Linked DNA regions of Mus musculus: region 1 is linked to region 2. A link is a contact called in public HiChIP or PLAC-seq data. All regions are on one chromosome and are shown on one strand. The core of a region is the stretch at or near the end of the contact, and the rest is flanking DNA. Distances in the headings are between cores, read along the strand shown. Region 1 overlaps Ryr3 (ryanodine receptor 3). Region 2 holds the start of Aven (apoptosis, caspase activation inhibitor).

What was found. HiChIP or PLAC-seq counts read pairs in DNA pulled down with a chosen protein or histone mark.
Region 1: an H3K27ac HiChIP or PLAC-seq map of regulatory T cells shows a contact between it and region 2, with 2.7 times the contacts expected there. The contact joins the enhancer-like site here to the promoter of Aven in region 2. A contact is called at or near these places in 3 of 39 promoter capture datasets (the 3T3-L1 cell line, the HPC-7 cell line and hippocampal neurons), 1 of 484 Hi-C or Micro-C datasets (regulatory T cells) and 4 of 115 datasets of contacts at active chromatin or transcription factors (effector CD8 T cells, embryonic stem cells, regulatory T cells and 1 more).

The regions. Positions count from the first base shown.
Region 1 is chr2:112,712,713-112,718,664 of GRCm38.p6, forward strand. It overlaps Ryr3 (ryanodine receptor 3), which reads right to left. Exons shown (of 104, transcript NM_001319156.1): 65 at 5,287-5,417. Among named protein-coding and RNA genes, the nearest start is that of Gm22676, 210 kb to the left of the region's middle. Within about 2 kb of position 2,154, at least 32 of the 459 cell types and tissues checked have an H3K27ac peak or open chromatin away from gene starts, as enhancers often do. A contact at or near this core is called in the HPC-7 cell line, effector CD8 T cells, regulatory T cells and 1 more, where this site is marked.
Region 2 is chr2:112,491,509-112,498,027 of GRCm38.p6, forward strand. Aven (apoptosis, caspase activation inhibitor) reads left to right here and starts at 1,456. Exons shown (of 6, transcript NM_028844.3): 1 at 1,456-1,713. The coding sequence starts at 1,483. It also overlaps a transcript of Chrm5 not described here.

The DNA of each region.
Region 1 (5,952 bases), core at 904-3,403, 220 kb after region 2:
GGGGCATGTCCCTAAATGCCACATTGAAGTTAAAAAACATAGCTAAAGCAGCACAATGGAGACACTGGTGAGGGACAGTGCATGAGACTACTTTGTGACAAACAGGTCCTTTGCTAGTCCCTCTTGGCCTGACTATTTGGACCTCGGTGTGTCCATTGCAAGAAGCAATAGCATCCAGAGCAAAATAGCTCAATGTTCAAATGCCAAATTCTATTTCAATCAATCATCCTGATCATTTCTGTACGTCCATAGAAGGGTATACTGGCTAGTTTTGTGTCAACTTGACACAGGCTGGAGTTAGCACAGAGAAAGGAGCTTCAGTTGGGGAAATGCCTCCATGAGATCCAGCTGTGGGGCATTTTCTCAATTAATGATCAAGGGGGAAGGGCCCCTTGTGGATGGGTGGGACCATCCCTGGGCTGGTAGTCTTGGTTCTATAAGAGAGCAGGCTAAGCAAGCCAGGGGAAACAAGCCAGTAAGTAACATCCCTCCATGGCCTCTGCATCAGCTCCTGCTTCCTGACCTGCTTGAGTTCCAGTCCTGACTTCCTTGGTGATGAACAGCAGTATGGAAGTGTAAGCTGAATAAACCCTTTCCTCCCCAACTTGCTTCTTGGTCATGATGTTTGTGTAGGAATAGAAACCCTGACTAAGACAAAGGGAAAGGAAAACATCCCATCTAACATCCCTGCAGCTGGGCTAGAGGCTCTAATACTTAGCATCTTGTTCAAAATACACTGAGGAAAAAAAATCGCTCCTGGATTGATCCTATGCCTTTACAACAGAAATGATCAATAACTTCAGGTGACTTAAGTGACTTTCTGTCTGTCACTCACTTTGCTTTTTAAGAAAGCATATTTCCTGGGACTAGTGAGTTAACTCCCTTTTCTCTGTTTTGTATGACTGAGGTCACTTCACTGGATAGGGGCACCCAGAACGAAATGAAACTAGAATTCAGTATTATTTCAGAAAGAATTAGATTTCTTTTCTTTTGTATTGCTGACGTTGGATGTTGACAAAGGACCTTGCTCTGTGCATCAGAAAACATGGGTGACAGCCTGGGAATCCCGGGAGACCCTTATACACACGGTAATTTTACATATACACTATCAGAGCAAAGCATTAAATGCTGAGAAGCCAGCCTTTGCACCAGGAGCTTAGCATTCAGAACAGTATCGAGCGGCACAGGCAACTGACACACTTATTTGCGAGCACAGTTATATATAAGAAAGCTCAGGTGTGTGTGTCTAAAAGTCACACACATAATTATCACCATAGACACTTCTTTCTCCCACAGAAGAAGAACAAGAAGTTGCTTAAGGTTGGTGCACTGCAGTCATGATAATGACCTTTAGAAGTTATTTATACATACAATAATTGGTCCTTGAATGGGACCAACATTTATGATTCACAGGGTGTTTTTGGGCTCCAAATGTCACATGATAATCTCAAAGAGCAAATTCTGGTATGTTAGCTACCTGAAGTCAGCCTCAAAGGAACCTTATTAGAGGCAGACACAAGAGTGTTGGGAAAAGTCATTAGAACATACTGCCCTTGCAGCTTTTATATAACAGTTCTCATGGTGAGGGCCTCTCATTTGCAGCAGCTGTAACCCCTGGAAAAATATCAGAGATGTAGGTCCTCAGGCCTTACTCCAGGTCTACTGAGTTAGACATACCAGTGGCAGTGGTGGGCCTTGGAGATCTTTTTTTTTTTTTTTTTAAACTGCATCTTCTTTATTTTGCATACTTTTAATTTTAGAACAAAATAAAACAAACAAAAAACCCACAATACATAACACCCAACCCTGCTATTCTGTGTGAGGGGATCTTCCTGCCTTAAGGCACAGGACAGGATAGAAGATTCTTGTAGACATGAGCAGAGAGCCAGGTGGCTGAGGCAGACAAAAACGACAAAGCTGTCAAGGACCTGGTGGTGCTGCTGTTTGAAACTGCTCTGCTCTCCTCTGGTTTCTCACTTGAGGCCTTGTAGATCTTTAACACACCAACCAAGTGACTCTGACAACCACCGAGTAGGATTCGAAAGTTCTTTATTCACTTCTCCTAGCAGCTCTTCACCCAAAGAGCACTGCCCCTTTGCAAGGTAGGCTGATAGCTTACACCGGAACTGGGCCTCTTTTCTCAGTGGCTGATTATTGAAACAGGATATGGAAAGTAAGCAAGGAGGCTGGTGACAGGATGTTTTTGTCAACCCCATACTCTGACTAATAGGCTATTTCTATGTGACTAAGGTTTTATGCCAGTTTGAATAAGTGTCACAAAACGGTATTAAACTTTTTCTTAGGCATATTTTAGCTTTGGATAAGAAAGTGACACATGTTCTTAGGGTATTGAGGCTTCTAATATAATTAACTTTATTGGCACAACACTAAACATCAATTAATAGTGATGTCCAATTGTTGGAAGATTGATGCTATAAATCAATCCATACATTAAAAAAAACCATGCCATCATTGTTACCTTAAACATTCCTTCCTCTCCTTTTCTCCTTCAGCCACCCATTTTGTAATGAATAAAGTCTACAGTCTTATGTTCCACTAAGCTATCAGTTACTCTCCAGGTAATTCACGCTTCCCAAAATTCATTTTGATGCAGATATGACTTTAGAAAGAGCCACAGAGATGCTCAGCATTCATTCATTGCTTATTTAAACCAACTGTGAAAAGCAGGAGACTTGGGGGTCAAGTCTCAGTGTTGCTGATGCAAAAAGGTATTAGGTCCAAAGGTCCCTAAAAGGCAAAAATGCCCCCAAAATGACAGTATGGACTCAGCTCAAACTTGACACCCTGACAACAACAACCTGTGAAATAGGTTTCTGCCTGCCAGAGAGAGCCACTTCCTTCATCTCCCCTTGCCTTTGGTGAATGGGGCGTCTGGTTTTCTATTGGTGAATACCTGTGGTGCATATCAAATGCCAGCCTCTAGTTCCCTCTGCTATTCTAATTCAGTAGAATTTTATTAGTGGTCTTAACCTAAATTATCCTGGGAACCCTTTTTATGGGGGGAATGGTTGGGGTAGGGTATTCTTAGTATGTGAAATAAGCAATAAAGACTGAAACTGCTGTAGTTTAGCACTCTGCATTCTAGATTAGAAGGACACTGGTGACAAGGTGTGCTTAGGACCTCATGACATTTTAAGAAAGAGCACCTGAAATAAATGGAACTTTTATGGAGTATGGCTGTTCATTTGCAGTATATATCCATAATTTCAGAAAACCTTGTCTCTAGATGAGATGGACTATAGTTTAAAATGACTTACTATATTTTTGTTTCTCCTAACATGGCAAGGCCTATAATTTGGCAGTTTGGCCTTCAGATTTCATCAAATCACTATAGTTCTATTGGAATTCAAGCTTTACTAAAAATAAAGCTATTGAAGAGGTTTTATTTGAGCCTATCATCTTGTGACATCTGTGTCATCTTGTGCCATCCCAAGACAGTACAGAGCTTTCTCCATCTTGTATTCTTGCTCAAGCCATTTCAGGTTTAACTAGAATCTTCTTGATAGAAGATAGAATCCCCTGTAAATAGAATCTCAACTCTGTTCTAGGAACCTAAGGTCAAGATGCCCAAGCTAGCTTACCTTCTGTTAAACTGCCTGCTTGTGCAAGCCTCTCCCTCCAGCTAACTACTTAGCTTAGCTTCTGTTAAACTGCTTGTTGGCATAAAACTTCTGTGTAGCTGTCAGCAAGATACCATGATGTATTTTTACCTCTACAGCCCCTAAACCTAAACACTTGGGTCCCGATTGCTTCAGCTAGTCCCAGCTAGATGGAATAAAGACTTTCAGCTGGTTATAAACTGTCTCTGAGTGGTCATCTCTAGTGGACTCCCGGTAACAATCTTACTAATATCACACTGAATCCAAATATGAGGTTACTTACTTTTGCTCTCCAGAAGAAGGATTACAACTTGATTTGGATTTTAGCTTTAATGGTTATTGGTTGTTTTCTGAGAAATCTTTATTTGTTTAAAAAAAAAAAAAAGGCTGTGGGCCAAATTTGTCCTATGTACATACTTTACCAATCTCTGTTATAGAACTTAATGCATGTCAATTCTTCTGTTAAAAAGTCTCTTCCTTGTATAACTACAATTCCTTCTGGTGCTATTCCATGTCTTATTTTCTGTGATGGTAGATAATATGTGCTCAGCATCCTATTGAAGAACAACTTTCTTTTGAAGACTATACTTAGGCTGTTATTATGCATATGGTACTTTGCAATGGCAGGCTGACTAAAGACTAGATAAAAGCAATCATGTCCCTAGGCTCAGACAAGAAATGAAGACCTGGGGGGAGGGGGGGACGACGACAAAAGACCTCAAGGTCTTGAGATGTCAGGACATGAGAATCCACCTAGCCTGTCTCCTCAGTATGAAACAACTATCAAAAGTCTAATCATCAAAAAAGTCGTTTTCAAGCTCATGTCTCCAACAAGATACAGACAATATCTGGTCTCTAACTCAGACCCGCTGACCTACCTTCACATTGTGATGATTAGCCTTGTTCACTTAGTGAGATTGAGAATCCCCTGTAGGTAGGCCTGAGCAGGGATTACCAGAGAGGCTTTGCTGAGGAGGGAAGACACCCCCCCCACCCCCACCCCCGAGTGTAAGCAGCACCACTCCATGGGCTGGGGTCTCAGAGTGAATAGAAAGGAGAAAGTGAGTAGGGAACCAACAATAGTCTCTCCCTCTTTCTCAATGTGGACACAATGTGACTAGCTGCCTCATAACTTTTACCTCCATGCCTTCTCTGCCTTGAGAGAATGAACTTCTTAAACCACAAGCCGAAATAAAAAAGTGTTTTTCCTTGTGATGTGTTATCTGGTACAAGAAAAGTAGTTAATAACACATCATGTGACCCAACATACTACAGGGCTGTGGCTCTATCCTGCCCCCTTCCTGGCTACTCCCAGGGTTGGTACTTATTAGAGTGTTCCCTGGGGGTTGGTACTTACTAGACCGCTCCCTGGGTTGGTACTTACTAGAGCGCTCCCTGGGAGTTGGTACTTACTAGAGCGCTCCCTGGGGGTTGGTACTTACTAGAGCGCTCCCTGGGGGTTGGTACTTACTAGACGGCTCCCTGGGTTGGTACTTACTAGACCGCTCCCTGGGGGTTGGTACTTACTAGACCGCTCCCTGGGTTGGTACTTACTAGACCGCTCCCTGGGGGTTGGTACTTACTAGACCGCTCCCTGGGTTGGTACTTACTAGACCGCTCCCTGGGGGTTGGTACTTACTAGAGCGCTCCCTGGGTTGGTACTTACTAGAGCGCTCCCTGGGGGTTTTGGTGTTGAAGACTGAGAGGGGATTGTGGCGGTTAAGGCTGGGCTCCAGAAAGGCCACAGGGATAGCAGCTGCTAGGGAAGCCAGACATTCTCCAAGAGCAGGACGTTGCCTGGAAACAAAGAAGTCCATTTAGAAGTGGTGCCACTCATACGCGGACCCCACACACCAGCTAGGTCCCCTCCTCAGGATGTCTCACTACTTTCCTATGTTTTACTCCACTGGACATCCTGAGGCACAGTAGGACTGTGTGCACTTTCTCTTCCCAACTTTATCCAAATACTAACAGTTTAGATTGAGCTCACTGCTTCAAATCTAGCTGTAGCTAAGATGATATAATGATATACTGCGGGGCTGTTAGAGGACCATCATGGAAATAACAGCTTGCTGGAGAAGGTGTACCTGAAAATTTGTGGAACAGGCTGTCAAGTTATAAGACTCCCTCCAGTTCCCAACAGAGACCTGCACCCAAGACTGTGTGTGTTAGTTACCCCTCACTGTGTCAAGAACCAACAATTTTAACAGCACAAAGAAGCTGGAATTTCAAAAGCATAGACTCTCTGAAAGTAGATAACAAGGATTTATAGAAGTGGTAGCATTTTTTGTTTTTTACTGAAAAGCAAGCCGAATTGCTCTTAAATATAACC
Region 2 (6,519 bases), core at 206-2,705:
TTTTTTTTTTTTTCCTTGAGACAGGGGTTCCCTGGCTGTACTGGAACTCACTTTGTAGACCAGGCTGGCCTCGAACTCAGAAATCTACCTGCCTCTGCCCTGCCAAGTGCTGGGATTAAAGGCGTGGGCCACCACTGCCCAGCTGGGATAACCATTTTAAAAGACATTTTATCTTAAGCTGACAAACCTCCAGGGGTTCTCTCATCACATAGGTTCCCCCACTCCCTGCCACCTGTTAGCTGGGTCAACTCCAGTTCAGTCATCAGGCTGTACCTTGGGGGTTTACTTAAGAAAAGCCAACTTCCAGCTTTGATCTTGAGTTGCTCACAGCATTCAGCTCACTGGAGCAGAATCATTTGTTTATATAATTATCTTCCACGTGAATTGAGGACTTTAGGGTGGGGCCAATCTGTCTTTTCAATTCGGAACATAGTGCTACTGGTATATAATTCTGTACACAATTAGAAGTGATATATGGCTATAAGGAAGGGGCCTAAGACGCGATGAAAGTGACATTTCTTTTGGTAGGCTGATTCCATCCCTTTGCTTTTATTATTATTAATTAATTACTTTTACTTTTACTTTATTTTTATTTTTTTGAGACAGGGTCACTGTGTAGCCCTTGCAGTCCTGTAACTCTGACCTGCACTCTGTAAAGCAGACTGGCTGTGAACTCTGAGATGGGCCTACCCCTGGCTCTCCAGTGCTGGGATTAAAAGGCCTGCACCACCATGGCTGGGCTTGCTTTCATTGTTTTCAGGTAGCTTCCTTAAGACAAAATTAACCTCGGCTTCTGTTAACCTCGGCTTCTGTTGTTTCTTTCTCTCTCTCTCTCTCTCTCTCTCTCTCTCTCTCTCTCTCTCTCTCTCTTTCTTTCTTTCTTTCTCACGCCAAAGACGATTTTAGCATTCTCCAACTGAGCTACGTTCCCAGCTCTCTCTTGTCTTTCTATAACTAACTTTCCCGCTACCCTTGTCTTTGGACCCTGTCTAACCAAGTCCTGCTAGGGGAGTTAAGCTCTCTAGGACTGTTGCCTCATTGCAAAATAAGGGCAAGTACCTATGAGAATCAAGCGCTCAATGTGAGTTACAGCAACGACGTTTACAAGTTCTCTTCAAGATTTTCAAGCATCTTTCCCCTTCCCTACCGGACCCTCCACCCACTTGAGCCGCTGTCCAGACCTGTGACTTGGGACTCACCCTCAACCCTTCCTAAATCCTGACTTTAAAATGACTTATCTTCTTTAAATCAGGTTAACTAAAAAACTCATCGGACACCTTAGGTTTTGTGTCATGCAAACACTCATATGAATTAAGAACTATCACACAAAGTGACTTTATGGCGTCCTTTTATTACAGATCACTTCGTGGTCCCCGCCCCGGCCGGGCCCCGCGCCCCGATCACCACGGCCGGCGCTCGGCTGCTTCCGGTGGGGCCTGCGCTCTCCGCGGCGGCTCGCGCGTTCTGCTCGCCGGCGGCCTCATGCAGGCTGAGCGCGGGGCTAGGGGCGGCCGCGGGCGGCGGGGAGGCCGGGAGCGGCCCGGAGGGGACCGAGAGCCGGTCGGGGCAGCGACGGCGCTGGCGAGAGGAGGCTGCGGGGACGGAGGCGGCCGGCGGGGCCGAGGCCGGGGCTTCCGCCGAGGCCGAGGAGGTGGCGGCCTGCGAGGCGGCCGCTGGGAGCCTGGAGGCCGGGGCGGCGGAGCCAGCACTCGGGTAAGGAGCGCGGGTTGCTGCGGCCGCTAGCCGGCGTGTGGGGAGCGCGAGGCACAGCGCCTGCGCGGGATGGAGCCGGGAGGGCGCGCGGGGGGGGGGGGGAGGGAGAGGGGACATGCACGTGTACCGTGCACGCTCAGCCCCTGGCTGCTTGTGGCCGAAGGACTAAGCGACCGGCCTCCGCGTTTTGCTGGTGCCAGAGTCCCATGGTCTGATGGAGACTAACGGCGGCGCCTGGTGTCCGGGCTACAGCCTGGCGTGCTATCCCAGAAGTGACTTCCTGCGGAGCGAAGTCTACCAGAATACAGATTTACACAGAAGTGTTTACTCTGCCCTCCGTTTCCTTTATCCCATCCCACATTGCCTAGGTAACAGTGTCTGTGGTCACCCATACCTGGATGGAAGGACATGGGGGGAAGATTATGTCTTCATTTTGGTTTGGATTGGTGACCTCTAAGATCTTTCCCACTCTTCAGATTCGTATTTAGTCTCGCCGAGACTATTCTGGGTACCTAAAGATTAAATGAGGAGAAACTGACCGACCTTCCCAAGGCCTTTCTGTACTCATATCTTATATGTTGGGCACATTGGTGCTCTAAATCAGGATTAGTGCAGTGCTCTGAAAGCAGTCAACAGCGTTCCAGCTGTGTAGGGACCACTGTCCAGCTGCAGGATTCCACACAGTCTACGTCCTTTGCTTTCCCTCTGGATGATTAGACTGCAAATGGAAACAACTTCTAGATATGTACTCCTCCAAAGTAACTTACTTGGGAACTAAGAAGCCCTGAAACCATTCCTTCTAAAGATGTGTGGTATGAACCATGAGCTTACTGAGTGTGATAAGCAAATTATCAGGACAGTCACCTTTACTGCAGTGTGTTATTATCCTTAATGCAATTGTTAATTTCGCAAAATACAAGAATTTGTTTATATCTATTTTTTGTTTTTGTTAAAGAAGTATATTAGTTTTTCTGCGCCCGTGGACCCGTCTCTCTCTCCTCTTCCTCTCTTCCTCTCTTTCTCTCTCTCTCTCTCTCTCTCTCTCTCTCTCTCTCTCTCTCTCTCTCTCTCTCTGTGTGTGTGTGTGTGTACATAAGTGTAGTGCCAGCAGAGGCCAGAAGGCATCAGATCCTTTGAGCCCACGTTAAAGGCAGTTATGTTTTCCAGAACAGTAGCAAACTGCTCTTAATCCTCTGTAAGGCACCCACACTCTCGGTATATGCACCCCCCCTACATTCATGTAAATAAAAATAAACACAAGAATGCAAATGTTTTTTCTGCGGGGCAGTGGTGGCGCACATCTTTGATCCCAGCACTTGGGAGGCAGAGGCAGGCTGATTTCTGAGTTTGAGGCCAGCCTGGTCTATAGAGTGAGTTCCAGGATAGCCAGGGCTACACAGAGAAACCCTGTCTCAAAAAAACCACACACACCCACACACACACCCCCCCCCCCCCCCACACACACAATAATGCAAATGTTTGACTCCAGTTCCTTTGAATATATACCTAGTAATAGGATTGTGGAATCCTTAGTGGTGGTTATAGTTTTTATTTTTAAGGAACAGCCGTACTGCTCTTTGTAATGCTATACCAATTGATGTTACCATAACATATGAGAGTTCCTATCTCTGCATTTTTGGGAGTTTTGTTTGTTTGTTTGTTTGTTTTTCGAGACAGGGTTTCTCTGTGTAGCCCTGGCTGTCCTGGAACTCACTCTGTAGACCAGGCTGGCCTCGAACTTAGAGATCCACCTGCCTCTACCTCCCAAGTGCTGGGATTAAAGGCATGCGCCACCACGCCCGGCCTATCTCTGCATTTTTTGCTAGCCCTTGTTGGTTTTTAAAATTCCTCCTCTTCCTTCTCTTTCTCCTCTTCCTCATCTTCTTTCTCATCATCTTCTAGATAGGATCTCACTATGTAGCCCACCCTTGCCTTAAATCAAGATCTTCCTGCCTCAATTTCTTTTTTTTTTTTTTAAAGATTTATTTATTAATATATGTAAGTACACTGTAGCTGTCTTCAGACACTCCAGAAGAGGGAGTCAGATTTTGTTTGGGATGGTTGTGAGCCACCATGTGGTTGCTGGGATTTGAACTCTCGACCTTCAGAAGAGCAGTCGGGTGCTCTTACCCACTGAGCCATCTCACCAGCCCCCCTGCCTCAATTTCTAAGGTATGGGATTACACATCTACTTTACCACAGCTGGGTTTATTTATTCATTTAACTGTTTGTTTGCTGTGATATAATCTTATCATGTAGTTCAGCCTGGAACGCAAACTCAGAACCCTAGAACCCTGGTTTTATTTTAACTACGTTTTTGTTGTTGTTCTTTTTTTGTTGTAGGCATATTTTATTTATTTTCTTATTTTTTAGACAGGGTCTCAGCATGTAACCTTGGCTGCCCTGGAAACTGACTCTGTAGACCAGGCAGGCAGGCCTTGAACTCAGAGATCTACCTGCCTCTGCCTCCTGTGTTGGATTAAAGGTGATCTTTCATTGTGTGGGTTTTTTTTTTTTTGTGGTTGTTGTTTATTTGTTTGTTTTTCCATTTATTTAGAAGTTTCTAGATACTGTTAGGTGAGTAGCTTGTTCTCATGATTTTGATGATGAGTGACACTGAGATTCCTTTTCATATATGCACTGGCCATTTGGGTCTCCTCTTTGGGGACATATCCCTTCAGGTGATTCAACCCTGTTTTAATCAGACCCTTTCTGCTTTTTGTATTTGAGTAGTCTGAGGTCGTTATAAATTCTGCAGGATCATCTTTTGCTGGGCGAACAGCTTGTAGACATTTCTTCTCCTTCCCTACGCAGGCTGTTCTCCTACTCTGTTGGTTGTCTCCTCTGTCCTTGACATGATCCCCTTTGTCAAGGTGGCCTCTGTTGTTTGGGCTGTTGAGGTCAGATCCAAAGAAAGCTTTGCCCAGAGCAATGTCCTGGGGTGTTTCTCTGATGCTTTCTTCTGATAGTTTCAGGTTTCATATTTGAAGTCTGTTTTATTTAGAGTTGATTTTGTATATGGCTTATTTCTTTGGGGGTGTGGATATGTGCATGTATCCCTGGGGTTTTCTTGCTCCTTTTTGGTGGCAGGATTGAACATAGGGTGGCATGAATGTTAGTAAGTCACATTTAAACCACATGCTGTCATTTTTTTTTTAAACCAGGACTGTACAGTTTAGCCTTTTACCTACACTTTGTAGTGTGTCTTAAACTCTGATCTTAAAGTTTAACTTTCGTTTCTTTGTTTAAAGTATTTAGGATCTTTTTACAGTTTCATGCAAGTTTTAGGAGTGGTTGTTTTGTTTCTTTGAAGGGTGTCTGGACATCTTAGTGGGCATTGAATTCAGTCTGTAGATCACTCTAGATATTACGTATTTTTGAACATATTAGTTCTTTCATCCATGAACACCGGAAGGCTGAGTGAAAGCTTGTAATTTAGTGTCTTCTCCAAGTGCTTTCATTGATGTTTTGTAATTATCATTGTCGATATGAATCACTTCTTTGGTTAAATTTATTTGTATATATTTCATCTAAATTTTTTGTTGCTATTGTTTTTTGATTTATTCTTCACTTTCACCAAGTTAATTTTGTATTCTGTAACTTTTCTTAATTTATCAGTTTTAAAGCTTTTTGGTGGCATTGTTTTATATATATATTATGCATCATATATGTATAATTATATGAGTAATTATATAATATACAAAATATACATAACTAATGTCACTTTCCAGCAGGGGTAACTTAACCCCTCATTTTCTGTTTGCATGCCTTTCTTTTGTGTTTCCTCTCACTGAGACTTTTGGAGACAGGATCTTACTATGTAGCCCTGGCTGTCCTGAAACTCACTATGTCAAGCAAGCCGCTTCAACTCAGAGAGATCTCCTGTCTCTACTTCCCAAGTGCTGAAATTCAAGGAGAGTGCTGCTGCCGCCACCACACCTGGGCACAGACTTTAATCTTGTACTGAATGAAGATGTGAAAGGCAAACTTGGTCTTTTTTGTAACATTTATTTTGACGAGTGGTTAACAGGAGGCCTGTTAGTAGTCTTTGAATTTTTTTTTCTTTTTCTATCAGATAATAGTAAGTAACATTTATTGAACACTTAGTTATGAGATTTGCACAGCAAGGCACAGCTAAGTCACTCACGGTTATGGTTAAATTACTTATTCACAGTTAATCTCCAGTTCAGTGAGCCTGGATTCCACATGGGTCTGTTGACACTGGAGCCCACTCTTTTGACTACTGCTCTGAGCTTCTGGTATGATTTGAAAAGAGGTGTCTCAGTGGTAGTGTAGGACTCTGGCAAGTCTTAGTTTGCCAGGGACTCCCTGAAGGAAGCATGCTGAACTGGGAATCAATGCAAAAAGCAAGAGGAATTTATTGTTCCAATTTGTTGGAGTCATCCTACACCCGGAGGAGAAGTGGCTTGTTTGTTGAGTATTTTACAGTTTTCAGAGCAGCAGCCATTAGGCACAATGTGATTGGCAGAACAGCGTGACTTTTTTTTGTTTTGTTTTTATTTTGTTTTGTTTTGTTTTGTTTATCGAGACAGGGTTTCTCTGTGTAGCCCTGGCTGTCCTGGAACTCTGTAGACCAGGCTGACCTTGAACTCAGAAATCCGCCTGCCTCTGCCTCCCAAGTGCCTGTATCAAAGGCATGCGCCACCACGCCCCGCTCAGTGTGACTTTTAAACTGACTGGTCTTTAGGGAATGAGGTGGCAAGGACTTCCCTTGTCTCTAGGTGGCCAAGGTCAAGGTTGCAGAATGTGTCTACAAGCTCTGGGCCTCCCCACTCGCTGGTGGGT